2 separate regions of the Pan troglodytes genome follow, and region 1 is linked to region 2. Evidence: chromatin contacts called from public capture Hi-C data. All regions are on one chromosome and are shown on one strand. The core of a region is the stretch at or near the end of the contact, and the rest is flanking DNA. Distances in the headings are between cores, read along the strand shown.

What was found. Capture Hi-C pulls out chosen DNA fragments and counts their contacts.
Region 1: a capture Hi-C map of stem cell-derived neural stem cells shows a contact between it and region 2, with 7 times the contacts expected there. The contact joins two enhancer-like sites. A contact is called at or near these places in 1 of 7 Hi-C or Micro-C datasets (induced pluripotent stem cells) and 1 of 1 other capture datasets (stem cell-derived neural stem cells).

Annotation. Positions count from the first base shown.
Region 1 is chr5:173,463,788-173,467,439 of NHGRI_mPanTro3-v2.0_pri, forward strand. The region is part of intron 10 of PRKN (parkin RBR E3 ubiquitin protein ligase); the gene reads right to left. Among named protein-coding and RNA genes, the nearest start is that of AGPAT4, 100 kb to the left of the region's middle. Within about 2 kb of position 2,179, at least 10 of the 24 cell types and tissues checked have an H3K27ac peak or open chromatin away from gene starts, as enhancers often do. A contact at or near this core is called in stem cell-derived neural stem cells, where this site is marked.
Region 2 is chr5:173,247,928-173,251,569 of NHGRI_mPanTro3-v2.0_pri, forward strand. All of the region lies in intron 3 of AGPAT4 (1-acylglycerol-3-phosphate O-acyltransferase 4), which reads right to left. Among named protein-coding and RNA genes, the nearest start is that of AGPAT4, 110 kb to the right of the region's middle. Within about 2 kb of position 1,509, at least 3 of the 24 cell types and tissues checked have an H3K27ac peak or open chromatin away from gene starts, as enhancers often do. A contact at or near this core is called in stem cell-derived neural stem cells, where this site is marked.

The DNA.
Region 1 (3,652 bases), core at 929-3,428, 220 kb after region 2:
GTATGTGTGTGTGGTATATGTGGTGCACGTGTGTGGTGTGTGTAACGCATGGTGTGCATGTTATGTATATGTGTGTGTATATGTGTGTGCCGTGTGTGTTTTGTGTATGTGTGCTGTATGTGGATGTGGTGTGTATGTTTATGTGTGTGTGATGCATATGTGTGGTGTGTGTGATGCGTGTGTGGTGTGTGTGATGGGTGTGTGGTGTGTGTGATGGGTGTGTGGTGCATATGTGTGGTGTGTGTGATGGGTGTGTGGTGTGTGTGATGTGTGTGTGGTGTATGTAATGGGTGTGTGGTGCATGTGTGTGGTGTGTGTGATGGGTGTGTGGTGCGTGTGTGGTGTGTGTGATGCATGGTGTGCACGTTATGTATATGTGTGTGTATGTGTGATGTGTGTTATATATGTGTGGTGTGTATGTGTGATGTGTGTATGTGTGTGGCATGTGTGGTGTATGTGTGGTGTGTGTGTATGTGTGATGTGTGTTATATATGTGTGGTGTGTATGTGTGATGTGTGCGTTATGTTTATGTGTGTGGCATGTGTGACATATGTGTGGTGTGTGTGTGTGGTGTGTAGCTGTGACAATAAGTTTCTATAAAAATATTTTCCACATTGCGAACTTGTTCTAGCTGCTTGTTTATGGAGTCTAGCACACAGGGTATAAGGGTATAGACTTGCAAAGTTGGTTCGGAATTTACATTCAGACCTTTTTTACCAACTCTGCTGGGATCCTAAAACCCCTCTGGAATCCAAAAGCCTTCAGGACAGCATCATTTTCAGAGGAGGGTCCCATGTGTCAGGCCAGGCAGGCATCTGGTGGAGGCTGCACTGTGGCCGTACAGAGGAAGACTCAGGGGACCCACAGGCCGTGACCCCCACAGGTGAGTGAGCTCAGGGGACCTGCAGGCTGTGACCCCCACAGGTGAGCGAGCTCAGGGGACCTGCAGGCCGTGCCCCTCAAGGCAGAACTCCTGGGGGTGGAGGGAACCCCCCGGGGGTGCTGAGGCTCCTGCAGAGGGAGGACGCCCCTGGCCGGAAGCTGCACCCCAGGGAAGTGCGTTGCAGAGCCTTGGTGCTCTGCCGTGTGCTGGAGTGACAGTCCAGAAGAGAAGAAGGGTTTCTGCAGTGCAGGAGAGCGCTTGGAGAGCCCCAGCCCCAGGTCTGCATGGTCAGGATCGGCCTCCAGGGGCAGGCGTGTGGTGCCACTGTGTGTGTACCCACGCAAGCATGCCTTCACTTGTCTTTCAATCCCAGTCAATCTTATCTTTCCTTTCCTCTCTCCACAGTGCCTGACAGTTTTAGCATTCAGCCTTAAAAACCCAAACCCCCAAGTTTCACCATTTTGTAATACTTTGCAACTTACAAACGGCTAAACACACACTCATTTCATTATTTATAGCTTGGTAGATCTTACTGGCTCTGTGTGGCAGGCGACGAAAAGGCTGTGAGCCTTTGAGCAACTTGCCTGGAGAGGAGGAAATGAAACCGGGCCTTTGACGACCTGCCAAGAGCCATTTCTGCTGCCCCAGAGCAAACCTTCGCACACAAGCTGAGCGCCTTGGAAACGCACTGCAGAGGGGCGGGTGCTGTCCTGGCACTGACTCAGCTTTTCACAGCGCAAGGCCAAGCCCGAACGACGCGCTGGCTTTAATGGAGATCTGTCGCAGCCGTTCCATCCCATCTGCACATCCACTTAGGCGGCGGGTCCAGGGTCATGGATTCAAGAGAAGTGGCATCAAACCTGCTTTACTTAAACCAACAAGCGGTTCAGAAAATACACTCCCAAATAACCGGGGATCTAGATCTCCGGGAATAATAAATTACACCCGTCTCCCAATACTGGGACTGCATTTGTGTGTGAAGGCAGTCAATGGCTGAGAGACGGCTCTGCGGTGAGATGCTGGGGCAAAATAGATCAAAAGATCTCGGCTCCCTGGAGCCACTGCTGCTTCAGTGTCCTCCACTGAGGGAGGTGCACCTCCTAGCCTCTCCTGGACTGTAACTCGGAAGGGGTGGGGGTGGGTGTGGGGAGCATGGATAAGGGGCGGTTCGTTGGAGATTGTCAGTCTTGCATCTTGATGGCTGGCTCCAGCCTAGATTCTCCTCTGAGGTGGTCTAGGCATCCACTCCTTTCCCCACTGAACCCCTAGCTGAGATATCCACAATGAATGTGTGTCTCCCCGAACAACCTGCTTTTGTTTCTGTCTCCTCTTCCAGCCAATGGCACCACCATCGTTCTAAGCTAGACATTCATGCATCAACATTAACCCGTCTCCTCTCATCCTGTCTTCTAATCCACTGCCAAGTTCTGCAGATCCTACCTCAAGCCCATCCCCTCCTCTGTATTCCCTGGCCGGATTCCTGGTGCCTGGTGTGTCTCTGGTTTGGCCCTTTTAGGGGGTGCTCTGCTGTGCTCCCAGTCCCACCACCTTGGGACTGAGGTCACACCGTCACATCACGGCGGTGGGGCAGCTCACGCCCAGTGGTGGAGGGTGGATGCGAAGGGCCCACCTCTAGCCTCCTACCTCTGGCTCCCCTCAGTCTTCTGTGGCAACCACACTGCAGTGGGACTCCACCTCTGCTTCCTTCTCTTCCTGAAGGTGCTGTCGAGAGCACCCCAAGACACTCCCTGCCAGCAAGTCTCAGAGCCTGTTCTCCTGGGAACCTATAACCTGTGGCACTTGGTGCCTGGATAATCCTAGGAAGCAAACTCTAAAATGGAGTTAGAGCTGGAATCCCTCCTGCCAGTGGCCAAAGAGGAGCCTGTCACTGTTGGAAGAAAGTGCTGAAGCTCTGAGTGGGGCCCCGAGGAGCAAAGGGCAGGGTCAGGCGGCATGCAAGCGCCCTGTCTCTGTGGCTGTGCACACAGGCAGACCCTGTAGATTCCAGGTGTCTGTGGAGGGAAAAGAGGTCACGTGGGGCTACCTGCGGGCCAATGAGAGCATCCCAGCAAAGATTTTGGGGGTTCAGCAGCTGAGAACGATGGACCATTTGAAAGAGAGCCCCTGGCATGCTACTGAGCCCTGTGGAGTTGGAGCATCTGTGCAGCAATTGTCATAAGACAGAAGTGGGGCATCTAGGCCCAGGCCCAAGCAGGCCCACGGGGCATGAGCGAGCTGCACAAGCAGGTCCTCAGACTCCCGTGCCATCCACACCATGGCGTGACTGCCTCTCCTTGGGCTCACAACCATGGCCCCACGGTGGTAGTGGCCGGGCTGGGGAGATTCCTTATGACACAGTGAGGGATCCAAGCTTGGTTCATAATTGAGTTAGCTTAACATACGGCTGCAAGCCAAAAATGCACTGTCGCTATCCTGTAATCCTCTTTAGGGTTGAAAGAGTGGTGAGGGGAGACCCTGTCAATAAGCAGAGCCTTGAGCAACGCAACTGCTATGGTCCGAGTGTTTTTGTCTCCCCAGATTCCTATGTCGAAACCTAATCACCAAGGCGGTGGGATTAGGAGGTGAGGCCTTTGCAAGGTGATTGGGTCATAAGTCAGAGCCCTCAGGAATGGGATTAGTGCCCTTATAAAGACAGGGCATTAACCAGTCACCTCTCATCCTGTGAGGCCCCAGAGAGCTGCCTTGCCCCTTCTACCATCTGAGGGTATAGCTAGAAGACGTCATCTAAAACCAAAAAGTGGTCCCTCA
Region 2 (3,642 bases), core at 259-2,758:
AGCCTCCATTCTGATGTATGGTGCATAAGCGCATCAGATTGGAATCTTCAACCCAAGGCTGCTCTGTCCGTGCAAAGGTATTGATTAAGAAGCCCCCTATGCCAGGCATTATGCAGGTGCCGAGAACTCAATGCTGGTTATGATTACCTGTGGCCTTGAGGTGCCCAGAGTCTAGTGGGAAGGGAGAAGCAGAAAGCTTTCAGTTTCTGTGTTCCACTTCTGCCACTAAACTCTGCCAGTAAGTTGTTGTACAGACCCCTTCTGGCAAGAAAGCTGTGCGCAAGAGAGGATGGTATGGGCCTGGAATCTCTGAAATCGGTCCCTAGTTATAGCAAAATGCAGAAAAGAGTGGAGCTCAAAATAATGAATCAGTTTGTGTGCACGCGTGCATGTGTGTGTGTGTGTTCATCAAAAGGTGAGAGACTCCATTCTCTTTTTTTTGAGACGAAGTTTCACTCTTGTTGCCCAGGCTGGAATGCAGTGGCACAATCTCAGCTCACTGCAATCTCTGCCTCCCGGGTTCAAGCGATTCTCCTGCCTCAGCCTCTGGAGTAGCTGGGATTACAGGCACCTGCCACCGTGCCTGGCTAATTTTTTGTATTGTTAGTAGAGACGGGGTTTCACCATGTTGGCTAGTCTGGTCTCGAACTCCTGACCTTCAGGTCTCCCAAAGTGCTGGGATGGGATTACAGGTGTGAGCCACCATACCTGGCTTTTCTTTTTTTTTCTTTTTTTGAGATGGAGTCTTGCTCTGTTGCCCAGGCTGGAGTGCAGTGGTGCAATCTCGGCTCACTGCAACCTCCGCCTCCAGGGTTCAAGCGATTCTCCCGCCTCAGCCTGTGGAGTAGCTGGGATTACAGACACCTGCCACCACACCCAGCTAATTTTTTTTTTTTTTTTTTTTTTTTTTTTTTTTTGTATTTTTAGTACAGACAAGGTTTCATCATGTTGGCCAGGTTGGTCTCAAATTCCTGACCTCAGGTGATCCACCTGCCTCGGCCTCCCAAAGTGCTGGGATTAGACTCCATTCTTGCCAACTGCAGTAGCACAAGTGTGCCTGGCCTTGCTCACATTGCATTCCTTTCTCTTGCTTTCTGCCTTCTCTGATGCTGAGAGGAAAATGGTGTAGACCTTACACTGTCAGAAAAATCTCAAGAGAGTCTCAAAACAAAATGTATGCTGTTCCACAATTAGTCACAGCTGCAGGGGAAATGCATAAAGCAAACATTAAATGAAAGCACTCTCTAAGAATTCACCTCAGACTGGAATTAGAGACTTTATCCACGTGGGGCAGAGTACGCGGGGTTCTTGTAATCCTGACTGGCCTCCTCCAGCCAACCTCCCTCCGTTTACCAGGCCCCAAACTATTCTGGGTTTGACAGGCATGCAGATGTGCGGAGAGGAGAAGAGGACCATGCAGGCTTGAAGCAGCAGGATACTGATCACTACTGGCTCTGCTTTGAGGGGTCATGGTCACGGCTGTCAGGACACAAAGATGGGAGAGGAGCTCCCTGCACAAAGCCCTTGTCCACCCCGCCTGGACACAGGTCCTCAAGGCCCCTTCCCAGTTTCTCTTCTGAACGGACAGCCCAGCCCTTGTGGGATGGCGTTAGCCCCGCAGATGGGAAGGCAGAGCAGAGGCGTTACAGGGGTAGGTGGGAAAACAGGACGTCCCCAGGGCAGAAAGTAATAGGAGCGATTGGCCTCGCCCAGTACCCTATAGCTAATAGGTGCTTGCTGAACAGTTGCAGGAAGCACAGGCAGATGGGGCATCAGAGGGCCCTAAGCACAGAGCACATGGGAGTGAGAAAGGGGGACAGTTCATGGGATGATACCAAGTCGGTGTACAGCAGACAGCACAGGCTGTGACCGTTTGCTGAGGGCTGCGCACAGAGGAGGAGGAAGCCCCAAGCTTTCAACAACCCTGGCTTTATGAGCGGTGGGATCAGACTCTGGCTTGTTAAAGACACTGCCAGAGGATCCTGGTCAACAAAGAAGAAGACCCCGGTGTGTCCAACGTGGGACCGGACTTCTACAGATGAGCATGCGCTCCCACCTCCAGGATGGTAGTCGGTATGAACCCGCGGTGCAGCCATAGTCCCGTGAGCTGCCCGCTTCCTGCCCTGGCCAGTGGTTCGCCTGCTACCTCGGTCGCCACCATTATCGGGTTCCTCATCCATGTGATTCCAGATCCCAGCACACTTGCCAAACCCAGTGAATGGTAAGAGGCAGAGGGTGGCGTCCCAGCCCACTCCTAGTGCAAGGTCTGTGCCTGCAGAGCTGATGAACTCACATGGTGGCGGGCAGCACTGGGCATCTGCCATAGGCTCAGGTGATGCCAGCAGTGAGCAGGGTGCAAGACCACCCTACAGAGCTGACAAAACCATGGCGGTGGGCATATCTGCTGAAAATACCCCTCCATATCTGGAAACTTCTAACTTCTCTTCAGCCAAAGAGCCCTTGACAAGTGCATGTGTATGAAGAAGCTGGGGTAAAGGCGGTGAAATAATGCTGTGTTGCATGAACACGGTCTCCTAGAGAAACCACACACAATCAACACTCGCTGGACACGTATTTTGAAGGTATATCAATTGCTATCGTTGTCATGATCGAAAATCCTTCGTTTAAAGAGGCAGCACAGGGCTTTATGGGCGCCCTCACGCACAGGCACTCTGCCTAGGAGGGATAATGCCACTCTCCTCCTCTCACCTTTCTCTGTGCAAAGAAATGCAATGCTGCTATTTTTCATTTGTTTTATTTATTGATTTATGTTTATAGAGACAGGGATCTCACTATGTTGCCCAGACTGGTCTCAAATTCCTGGCTTCAAGCCATCCTCCCATCTTGGCCTTCCAAACCACTGGAATTACAGGCATGAGCCACTGTGCCAGGCCAGAAATGCAACATCTCGATCTGTGTTCAGGCCCAGCTGTATTACATATTTACTAAGAGGGCAAGGGAAGGTCTCAGACCAAATGGCATGTCACTGTGGGGTGGGCAGCCGCCAAGGGGCCCTGTGATCCTGGCCTCCTGGCACCCACGCCCCTGCACACCCTACCCCACATACCTGGGGCACGGGTTGTGCTTATTGATCCACTTCCAACCAACAGTATGGATAGAAGGGATGGGAGGTCTCTCCCGGGTCCCGGTTACAGAAGCTTCATGGCTCCTGCCCCGAGCGCCCGCTCTCTCTCTCTTGCATGGCTCAACCTCAGGGGTGCAGTTGCCATATTCCGGGAAACACTGTGTTTTAAAACAAGCCTGTGTGGCGAGGGATGGAGGCTGGGCAGCAAACCCGTGAGCAAGCTTGGAGGCAGAGCACACACAGGCCCCTCCCGAGAGACCCTGCCAGATCCCCCGCTCAGCTGCACCTGGATTCCTGACCACATAGGCAGGGGACCTTTATGACACGCTTGTTGTTTTAAGCCGCTATGTTTTGGGTCTCGTCACGCTGCCATGGATAACTAATCCACATGGCTTCTTTAAGGATCTGAAGACAAGTATCCCAGTTGGCCCGGCAGATAAATATTGATAATACAATAATAGCTGCTGCTCATGGTGTGCTTGCCAGGGCCTGGCGCTACCCAGACACTGAACGATCATGCTCTTATATAACCAGCCTGGAGCTGCTAAGGGAAAAGA